Linked DNA regions of Mus musculus: region 2 is linked to region 1. A link is a contact called in public promoter capture Hi-C data. All regions are on one chromosome and are shown on one strand. Each heading gives the region's core, a stretch centred on a gene start, on an enhancer-like site or on the middle of the called end of the contact. The rest is flanking DNA. Distances are from core to core; before and after follow the strand shown.

What was found. Promoter capture Hi-C pulls out the DNA fragments that hold promoters and counts their contacts.
Region 2: a contact with region 1 is called in a promoter capture Hi-C map of hippocampal neurons, with 3 times the contacts expected there. The contact joins the promoter of Klhl8 here to the promoter of Mapk10 in region 1. A contact is called at or near these places in 4 of 39 promoter capture datasets (cranial neural crest, frontonasal cranial neural crest, hippocampal neurons and 1 more) and 1 of 115 datasets of contacts at active chromatin or transcription factors (astrocytes).

What each region holds. Positions count from the first base shown.
Region 1 is chr5:103,207,879-103,213,365 of GRCm38.p6, reverse strand. It overlaps Mapk10 (mitogen-activated protein kinase 10), which reads left to right and starts at 2,032. Exons shown (of 14, transcript NM_001081567.2): 1 at 2,032-2,476.
Region 2 is chr5:103,908,674-103,914,160 of GRCm38.p6, reverse strand. It overlaps Klhl8 (kelch-like 8), which reads left to right and starts at 2,902. Exons shown (of 10, transcript NM_178741.4): 1 at 2,902-3,045.

The DNA of each region.
Region 1 (5,487 bases), core at 783-3,282:
GGATGACTGTGGGCAAGTAAAAGCTTTTGGCATTGATGAAGTATTTTTCTCTTTTTCTTTTTCTTTTCTTTTCTTTATTTCTTTTTTTTTTCCCTCAAAGTGAATGCATTTATTTGCCTTAAGAAATCTTACTCCAAGCTGGGCGTGGTGGCGCATGCCTTTAATCCCAGCGCTCGGGAGGCAGAGGCAGGCGGATTTCTGAGTTCGAGGCCAGCCTGGTCTACAAAGTGAGCTCCAGGACAGCCAGGACTATACAGAGAAACCTTGTCTCGAAAAACCAAAAAAAAAAAAAAAAAAAAAAAAAAAAAAAAAAATCTTACTCCAAAATCAGAATTTTGTTTTTCATTTAGAGGACAGACATTATTTTACAAGCTTTACAGATTTTTTTTTTAACTCTCATGTTGTGGCATATAACTTCTCTTGCTTTAGTATTTGTTCAGAGTGCAAGGTAAGAGCCGAAGTCCAGTGTTTCCTTGTCAATGTCATTATTGGGATTGACTTTGCCATGGAAACACATTGGGGATGCTGCATGGTGGCACAGGGCTGGCTTAGCATATGTAGGCCTTGACCTCTGGTTCCTAGCACAGAAAAGGTGGAGAGAGAGAAGCAGAGGAAAGGAAGGACATTTAGACCAATAATTTAGAAGCTGTCTACTGTGAAGTTGCTTGGCTGTTCATCCATAGTTTATACCAGGCAGTCATAATGTATAAGTAGACCCAAGTGGAGAGTAAAAATTAGCAGTCAGCTACTGGTTCTCATGGGACTTGAATTCAGAACACAGAAACAACCAACAACATGTTGGGAGTTGTAGAGCGAGAGCTCACACAACTTTTCCTTTCTGGGCTTTCTTCTCGGGTAAAACATCTCGGGGACTGAAAACTCGATGTGGTCCCTCAGGATCTCATGATGCATCGCAGGGTCCGCCATCTCTGCTGGCTTTACACCTGTTTAACCTTACTCATAACCCTACGGCAGAGGGACAGGGGCTCCTCGCTCAAGTCAGTGGGCCAGTTCCAGAGCACGGTGTGAAAACATGAATTTTAGCATCACTTTGGTTCAATAGATGGAAACCCATCTAAAAGATGTTTGAGAAAAACCAGCATTGAATCTAATTGTGTAGCTTGAAAAGTCCAAAGACTAGGATTACTTTCAAAATATGTATTGAAATGATGCTATATGTGAAATAAGGTGAAAATTGTTTTGGTAAACATTTTAATAGTGAAAGTACTCTAGGGATCATTCCATCTATATCTATATCATCCATATCTATATCATCTATATCTATACACACACACACACACACACACACATATATACATGATTTAAAATTTCATATAGCAAAGTCAGAAAATTTGCTTAAAAATTAGATATGTAGTAAATTCAATTTGTATTAGTTTCCCATGGAATTTTCTGAAACCAGAAAAAGAATACCACAGTACCCTTAATTTATTAACTCAAATTGTCAGTAGTTTCTTTCTACCTTAAACTGCACTATAAATACCGGTCTAGCCAGTTTGCTTTAGCGGATATTTATGCAGGGTTTGTACAAAAATAGGGAGACTAAGAAGAAATGGGGTTGGACAAATGACCTCTATGGTCCAGACGCAGGTCCAATCTTGCATCTCTTCTGAGGTTGAATTCATCTCTTGTTTGTTTTCACATTCAGAGAGATGGTACACCTCTGCCTTCCTTCGCTGTTTGTAAAAAGCTGAGGTAGTTGAAAATCCGGGGTGACTGGCTTCCCAATGGCTGTTTGATCTGCCCTTGGTGCTGTGCAGAGCTGGAGCAGCAGGGAGGATGCTCTTTGGCTTCGTGCAGAATTCCACCCCCCCTACCACCCCCACCACCCCCCCCCCCCCGCACGCTGAATTCGCATATTTTGGTTGCCAAGTTCCGAAGCCTGCTTCTCATTTTGCCAGAAAACGAGGTAGCTGTAGCCACAGATAGACTTTTTCCTTTTTCTCTTTCCTCCTCCTACCCCTCCCTAGACCTCTCTGGGCTTTGACGTCATGTGTGCTCCTTTCAGTTGCCATAGCAACCCCATTCCCCAAGCCCTCTGTCCGTCTCCTCTGGTAGGTTCCACAATGGTACAGGCAGCCTCCCGCTGCACAATGGTTTCCAGGCAGTGAGAGGGTGATTCAGCAAGCCGCTCTCTCTTCTCTTAAGCCTCCTCGTCGTCTCAGTTTATTTTTATGGGGGGTGGGTGGTGCTTCTTATATGCTTACCCTTTTTTTTTTCTATTTTCATTTTTACAAATTTCCTTTTTCCTCCTCACTCCTCAATTACTAGGGGCTTGAGTGAGCTAAAGATTGGGTCTTCTTGGAAATCACCTGTCTGTTATTATTTTTAAACAATCGCTACACCTCCAAAGACTCTGCTCCTTACTCCGGTTTGGAATGTGGCTAATGACTACCCAGTAGGGAGGATTTCTGGGGCAAACAGCCGGACCAGGATCCTAGTTCTCAGGCACGGAATGGTAGGTGGCTCCTTGCTCATTCTGGGTTCTAACCTGGTTTGGGAGGGTGGATGATATCTGTCATCGTTCCTGGTGGAATGGGAGAGAGCATGAGAAAGTAGGAAGTGATGGTGTTGGAGAGCCGGTTTAATCAAGTGTACTATCTGTGAGGCAGAAAACTGGTGTTTCTCTCTGGGCAAAGCATCTCTTCTCAGATGGAGGCTAAAATCTTTCTGTTTGGAGTGAAGAATTCTAGAAGGTGGGACAGACCATTATTGTTATGACTTGGCAGAGTAAGAGAAACACACACGAGGGGGGTAAGGGGGGAGAGGAAAGAGAGAGAAAGAGAGAGAGAGAGAGAGAGAGAGGAGAGAGAGAGAGAGAGAGAGGAGTCTGGATCTCACTTTAACTGAGAAATGCTATGGGTCTCATAAAACATTCAAAAATGTTATTAGTAAACATAAATGTTTATTTCCAGACCGGTTTAACTTTAAATATTCTAGAATACATTCTTGCAGTTTAGAGGTATTTACCAAAATATTAGAAACTATGTTCCTCTTGTAGAAAGACCCTGAGCTAAATTTGGGCTGCAGACAGGAACACAGGACAGGGAACAGACCAGGGAAAGGAGCAAACACCGGCGGCACCGCAGCCACCCAGGTGAAGGTCCCTTTAAGAAAGTGATCTCTCAGTCACAGCAGGCAGCATTTTTCTATGGCAAGGTTCCCAGGTATTCAGTGCTGAGATACTGTGTCCCCTAGAAATGTCAGAGCATTTTCAGAAAGAAAAAAAAAAGCTGTCATTGGAAAGGAGCTTGATGATACAGTTATCAGAATTTATGTGTTTGTGCTTCAGAGAATAAGAGTGCTTTATTTGAAAAACCTCCAAGTAAATCAGGTTATGGATATTTCAAGGAAAAAAATACATATCCTTTTCCTTCCGACATTTAAATAGAAGGACCTAGGTGCTGCTTTGACTCTCTTCTGCAGATAACTTTCAAGGGCATTGCAATTTGGCCACAGAAAGGAATGGCTTACCCCAGGGCACTAGGTTTTGAAGCAGCCACAAGGTTGTTTACATGCTCTGCGTTTGCTGCAGAGCGATGTGTCTGTGTGACGGAGATAACTTTCATGAACACAGGCTAAGTCATATGGGACAGGCCACAGCCGGGAGTGAAGGAAGGCTGCCGTTACCAGGCACCACTTTCTTTTGCCCAATTTCTGCCTCTTTCTAATGCTGCTTTTGCCAATCCTGGATGGGTTTGCAGGATGCTGGTCAATGCATTTAAAATGGTTGCGGTAATAGCCACTTCTCTCAGAGAGGCTTCAGTAGATGGCTGTCCTCAGTGAGCATGTCAGCACAGGAGCCATGCTCATGAATGGATTCAGGAGCCTCCAACTCCACTTTGGAATCATGGGGATATAGGGCTAGACAGTTTGATGTAGCAGTCCTGCTGCTTCTGCTGTGTGTTTCCTCTCTTTCGTTGGGGGGGGGGGTGTCTAGGTCTTACCCTTCAAATTGACACAAAGTACTAGAAAAGCAGATGAGAAAGGCGGTTGACCTTAAGCATGAGTTTCCAGCTTCCTTGTTGGCTTCTTCTTCCCTCCGGTCCTTCATAGCTTTCATTTTGGTCCTTCATAGCTTTCATTTTTCAGGGCAAGATTTTTGCAGTAGTAATGAAAAGAGGTTCCCAGTGACAGGGGAGCTGAGACACTACCTGGGGAGTGGCAGATTCAGCTGCCTCCAGCTTCCTGCTTGCTTTCCCCCAAAACAGCATCGGCTGGGGGAGGGGGATATGTTTGCATGCTGAAGGGGTGATTACAAACGGATCCCCCAGGGACCGAGTGTGCTCTCTCTGTCATTGTCTGGCGCATCTGCAGCTAGTACTACGGTTTCATAGTATGTGGTCAAGATGCTTCAAGGTTAAGAGGAACTGAGAGGTGACACGGATGCCATAGAAGTGTTATTTGAAATCTACAGCGAAACTCACTCGCTGCCAGTGTTGTGCTATAGGAATATCAGGAGCAAAGGAGATTTGCCTAAATGTAAGTGTTCAAAGGAATATACATATACTCAAAGTTATATTCTAGGCTCATGTAAACGAACCTGTCTCTTGGAATATAAGCTTAGCCACAAAGCCTTTCCATCCTGATGACAAGATAAAGACCCAGTGAGGTTTCCTTGTTTATTAAGCACGGGGTCAGGTGTGTTTTCTTCTTGCACCAGAGCTGACCTCAGGTGTTATTTGTAGCTAGAGGCTAGCTCTGGAGTGGTATGGCTGTGACTAAGCCAAGCAAGTCTTTGGTTGCTTGTCAGAAAAATGGGCTGCTGGCGAAGGCTGCCTTCAGTCTGTATGAGAAGCAAACGGATCCACACTGTAGAGGACTTCATCCCTGTACCCCTGCCCTGCTTCCTGTAAGGTTCCTTCCCAAGCTCTTGTTTGGCATGGTGGCAGTCTTTTATAGAGGGGTGCAGAAGTGTCCAGTAGCAACTAGAAAGGAGTGCAGTGCTCTCCTGGCTGCGGGCACGCAAAGGAGCTCCCTCCATACAGGCATCTGTGACTGCACCTTCTCCCCCGAGCTAGAGCTAGTGAGGAGGGGAGGGCTCCTGGGGAAAGCGGCCTACAGACTCCCGGGAGGGCAGCTGTATCATCAGTCAAGGCGAACAAAATCCATTTGTGTCTTCAGCATATTGAGATTATTTATTGCATTGCATAATCTTGTGTTGAGACCCGGTGCTGCCGGCTCGGGTAAGAGGGCTTGCTGCATATTGTTTGAGGAGAAGCTGTCATTTAGAAGGGAGCTTGTGTGTTAGTTACTCCTTACTGGCTTTCACACTGAAGTTCAAGTGTTTTGAGCAGACTGATCCTCCCAACCCCCGCAACACCCACAGTTTGAGTACATTTCAATCTCTCCAGCTAATTAGAGAAAGGAAAGTTAAAAATCTGTGTATTTTGAGGACCATTGTTTCCCTCATCTTTAACATAGAAAAACCTTTTTTTTTTCTTTTTCTTTTTTAATAGTGAATCTTGG
Region 2 (5,487 bases), core at 1,653-4,152, 700 kb before region 1:
CAAGTACTATGTTTCTCTTTTCTGTCTAAGAAACTTGCAGATAAGTAAAAATTAATTAAAATGCTTGAGGATTCGTGTTACTGTAAGGATAAAAAGAGGGTCTCACTGTGGGGGGGGGGGGAGGCGACAAGGAGTGGGTGAGCCTTCCTGATTAAAAAGTCTAAGTAATAGCGGATGGTGGTTAGGATTCCACAGGCAACATGTCAAAAGAAGCAGAAATGATAAAGTCCAATCAGAAATGAAGGAACTTCAAACATTTCAGAGATGAGTGAAGATGAGCAGAGGGTTGTTCATTTATTTTGAGATTTGTGTATATCTTATTTTATGTATATGAGTGTTTTATCTGCATATACCTCTGTGCACCACATAAATACAGAGGCCCAGTAGAGGGTCTTGGATCCTTGAGAACTGGAGTTACTGCTTGTTGTTAGCCACCACTGAAAGGATGGGCAATGGCCCAGGACACCCCAAGACCGAGTTCTCAGCCAACACCAAGATTTACTTACCCCAGAGGGATGGAGGGCAGGAGATAAGAGACAACAACAGGAGAGGGAGGGTGAGGGAGAAGAGTACAGGGGAGAAGGGGAAGGGAACGAGGGGGGGAGGGAGAATGTTTGTCCTAAAGCAGGGACAAAAGACTGTCTCTGCATAGAGTGGGGACAGATGTGACCTATAGGAAAATGGTGTTTTGTAAGGGTAAGAGAGAGAAGCCCCGTGTTATGATGAGTTGGTTTGTTTTGATTGGGCAGGTGAGCCAAAAGGGACTTTTGGTTGCTGGACATCATCATTTCAATAGTTGGACTTTGGTCGTCAGCCTCAAGAGGGGAAGTGGTCAAATAAGGCGACAGACCTCGATGGCTGGTGTCAGGAATGCAATCTACTGGTTTTAGCAAGGCAGAAGAAATGGGAGACAGGGGCAAAGCCTGCCAGAGCCCTGCTCACCTTGCCAGGGCTGGCCAAAGTCAACCAGTAGGGTGCTGGGGACAGAACCTGGGTCCTCTGGAAGAGCATCCAGTGCTCTGAAACACTGATCCATCTCTCTAGTCTGATTTAAAGATAACTTTGTCAGATTGATTACATGGGTACCGGACAGAAAACTATCATTAATTTATTAGCATAAAATGAGCCACGGAGCCAAGGCCAGGAAAGGAAGACACCAATGTGTCTTGGAGGTAGAGCACAGGAGGTAATTGCTTTTTGTTTCCGTTTTTTTCTGTTTTGGTTTTTTTAGACAGGCTTTCATTGCTGTAGCCCAGGTTAGCCCGAGGTTATCATTATGTAGCCCAGGCTGGTCTGGAACGCTTGCTCTGCCTCCTGAATGCTGGGATTCCACAACTCCTGGTTCAGAGAAGTTTAAACAAGTAAGACTGGCATAGAGGAAGGGGATGGTCAGAGTCCATGAGTGGGCAGACAGGGATACAAGCCAGTGAGGTGCTGCAGCAGGGAGGTGATTGTCTTGATGGTTCATTTTCACGCTGAGACGTTCCGCAACTCTGTCCAGACTTTCCTGCTGCTGCCTGCAAGCTTCATCTCCTTTACAGATGAAGATGAAATTGTCTTCTTGATTAAGTTTTCCGAATCCATTTGCAGACAGCATCTGAAATGTTGGTGGAGGTTTAAAGCCTTTTAATCCAGGATTAGAGGGGGAGACTTAAAATATAAAATGCAAATGCCGACTGGGATTTAACATTACCGTTTATTCCCACCCAGTGCAATCAGATAATTACTCAGGAGGTGTCATCACATCCTTTCTGGTTTTAATTCATAGAGATCAGGGTAGGGGAGTCTAATATCCTCTGTTTATGAACCAGCTTGTGTATTCTCAAATGAAGCTAAGAAAAATCTCTAGATTTAGAAAACCACATGCTTCGTTTCTTTTTAGTTTATCTTCACTTTATAGATATGTAAAATAATTAGGTGAAATTGTTGTTATGGATGTATCCCTCTAAGGACAGGTCCTTGTCCTGGCTGCCCCGCTCCCTCGTTTTTTCCCCATTTGCTATGAATATTTAACTTTAAGATTTATTATTATTATTATTATTATTATTATTATTATTATTATTATTATTTTTGCCTGAACCCGCTATGCCAACAGAAATTCCTCTCTAGGTCCAGAGTTGTAGCAATTTATTCTCACTGTACCGAAATACGTGACCAAAACCACTTGAGGAAGAAGGATGGATTTGAGCTCTCTGTTTCAGGGGACTTCGGATCCTCATTTTCGAGGAGCCCTGCAGAAGTGGCCCTAAGGCAACGGTTCCCACCCGTGGGTGATGTTTGAGCAGGTTCTGGGACCTTTGGGGTCTAGCTGGCACAAGCAAACCAGTGCAAGTGAGCAGGTGATGACACCTGTCTCCTTCAGGCCCAGCTGGAGTCTCTGTGGTTTGCCTAGGCTGGATCCAATTTGTATCTTTATATCTCAGCCACAGGAACAGCTGACCTTATCTTCCTGCACCAAGCCACCTGGTCTATGGCTACATTTCGAATATGCTTTGAAGATTCTGGAAGCTTCAGAATGCCCTGGAAAAAAAGAGTTCAGGGAACTATCCTAATATATGCCCTTGCTCTTTTTCCCTACATTTCCAGCAACTTTACTGAGAGTTTGCCTTATCTCACCAGTTTATACTAGCAATTGTGTTTAACACTCGGTATTTAGTTCAATTACTTCCTTGCTTTGCAGACACAAGCTGTTTTGTATACATTTTGCAGAGCATGAGATAAAACTGATAGGAATAGCTATAAAATCTGGGATATTCCCCACGCAGGGGATGAATACTGGGAGGGATGGAAGGGAAACGCAGGCGCGCTCTTCAAAGAGGCAACAGAGAACTACATTTCCCAGAGTGCGGCGCGCAGCACGCTCGTGCCTCACCACCCCGCCCCGCCCCGCCCCGCCCCCGCGGCTCTCAAGAGCGCTCGGCCGAGCCGGGCACGAGCGAGCGGTCGGGCCGGTGAGCGCGTCCCCGGGGTGTCCAAGCGGGGCTGGCGCGGCGCCGGCGCGGAGCGGGTGTGGCGGCTCGGCCTGCGCGGCGGCCGCGGACAGAGGTAACCGCTGCGTTATCCCGCGCGCGGGTCTCAGCCTGGAGCGGTCACCCGCGCTCGCGTCGGTGAGGAGCTGCCGGGCGGCGCCGGCGCCTTCCCTCGGGGAACCGAAGGGATCCGGGCGGGCCTCGCGGGCCGCGCTGTCCTGAGCGGCGGCGCAGGTGCTCGGGGTCCGGGTTGGGCGACTTCAGGGGTGTCCCCCTCCCGGGGTTCGCGGGGCTCCTGCAAAATCCGTACCCGGCCGGGTGGCGCTGCTCCAGGCTGAGCTCGTGGCTTGCTCCAGGGAGGGTCCCCGATTTGTGGACACAGTTTGGGGTTCCCAACCGTCTCCCGGGCTTGCACGGCCCTGATGTTACGGTTTGGGGAGCTTGTTACCTTCCTTTTCCTGCAGGCAGTATTTATTATCATGCATTTCGTGGAAATCCTCGCAGTTTTGAATATTCTTGCCAACCTGCTTTAATTGCCTACCTTTATATTTTGCTTCTTACCTTAAGGTATTAGCGTAGGCAGATACTTTGGGCAATAGGTCTTACTTAGAACCTGGGTTGCCACAGTAATTAACCTGCCAGGTACACGTGGGTTTTTTTTCTTTTTTTCTTTTTTCTATTTAATGCTGTTCTCTCTCTCTCCCCGCCCCCCCCCCCCTCGTTAATTGTTTTCAGTCTTGTTTCCCCATCTTCCGTGAGCCCTGGCCGTGCTAAGGGGCGGGTGGGGTACGTTTAGTTGAGCAGAGACCCTCTGCTAGTGCTACCAGAGCTTGTGAACTGCGTGCAGGTAGCTTTATCATTAGCCTTTGCTTCTCTGCCTGCTTTCTCCTGGCACCTATTTTTTGGTTTGTCAGTCAAACCAACTGACCTACTTAAAACTTTAGTCATGTTGCCTTGAAAATACCAAATAGTTGGAACACAAGTATAAAAAGAAGTCACAAGATGCTGTATTCAGCTGTATGCGCTTGGATTTATATTCATTCTTATATTTTTCTACCCCTCCTCTCCTATTCTACCCCTCCCCCTCCACTCTACCTCCCACCCCCCAACCTTGAGCATGCCGGGAGAACACACTACTTACCACTGAGTACATCTCCAGTCTGAATTTTTACGTTTAAAACTATTCTTTTAGCATTTGATAACTGTTAGTGCTATTAATTTGTAACGTTACACATTCCTTAATAAATTCCAAATCCTAATTTGAAGTCACAGCGAAAGCTAACCAGAGTGTATAATTTCCCCATTCCTACAGAAACCCAACCTCCCTGTTGTAAAGTCCCTCGTGGTATCAGAACCTACACTGATGTTTCATGATCTCTCAAAATTCTGTCCTTTATGTTAGGGTTCAAATAGAGTGCTTGCCTAACCTGGGTTTCATGTCCAGCACTGCACAAACTGGATGTGTCGGTGTGTACCTGTGATCCCAGTACTTGAGAGACAGGAGAGCCAGAAGCTGAGAGTCATCATCAGCTACACTGAGTTTGAGACCTGCCTGGGCCTGTCTTGTCTCAAAACAGCAGCAGCAAAATCTAAACAAAAGGCTAAAAATGGGTATTTAAGCTTTTCCCCTCCTTCCCTTCTTCCTTCCTTTCTCTTCTTTCAGATTTTCGAGATGGCATTTCTGTATAGCCTTGACTGACCTAGAACTAGCTAGCTCTATAGACTGGCTGGCCATGAACTCAAGAGAGATCTCCCTGCATCTATCACCAGAGTCAGCATTGGCATATGCTACCACCACCCAGCTTAAGCCATTTCTTATGTCTGAATTTTCAACAAATAATTTATTTTTGTATATAAAGAGTTAAAAACATGAGCAGGAACAAATGTTTCCTAAAAAAACAAAAAGCCATGATTTTTAGTGGTAGGCTTTTTAGTATAATTATATCTTTCTCTGGAAGAAAGTTTTATATTAAGTAATGAAATAAGAGGAAATCGGATATTCAAATCTTCTAATTAAAAAACGTTTTTGCAGTGCTGGAGATTGAATACACTAATTGCTGTTTACTGCGTCCTGGGCCAGCATCTCATGTGTGGTCGGTCAGCCTGTTTGCTCTGCTCTGAGGAGGTATAATAGTGGACTGAGCTCAGGTCTGCAATTAGTTCTTGGGTTAAAATCCCTGCTCTCCACTCATTGGCTGTTTAATCATGGCAAGTTGTTATCTGAACCTGTTTCCTTAGCTGGGGAAGAGGGATAAAAATACCGCCTGCCTCTGTCTTCCCGGAATTGTGAGGATTAAGTCGTTATTGTATGTGGGGGCCATTTTACACTGCATATTCTTCCAGCCCCAGTGCAGTTTCCTCCCTGGTGGCCAGTGCTGTGTAGACATTGTTGCCTTCGCTTTGTTGCTGAGGGGCCGGTGGTGCAGGAGTTTTAATACTTGACTGTGCCTCTGCCTGACTCTTTGCTTATGATTTATTTAATTGGTCCCTGCAAACTAGACCTAGAAATTAGGAAGGA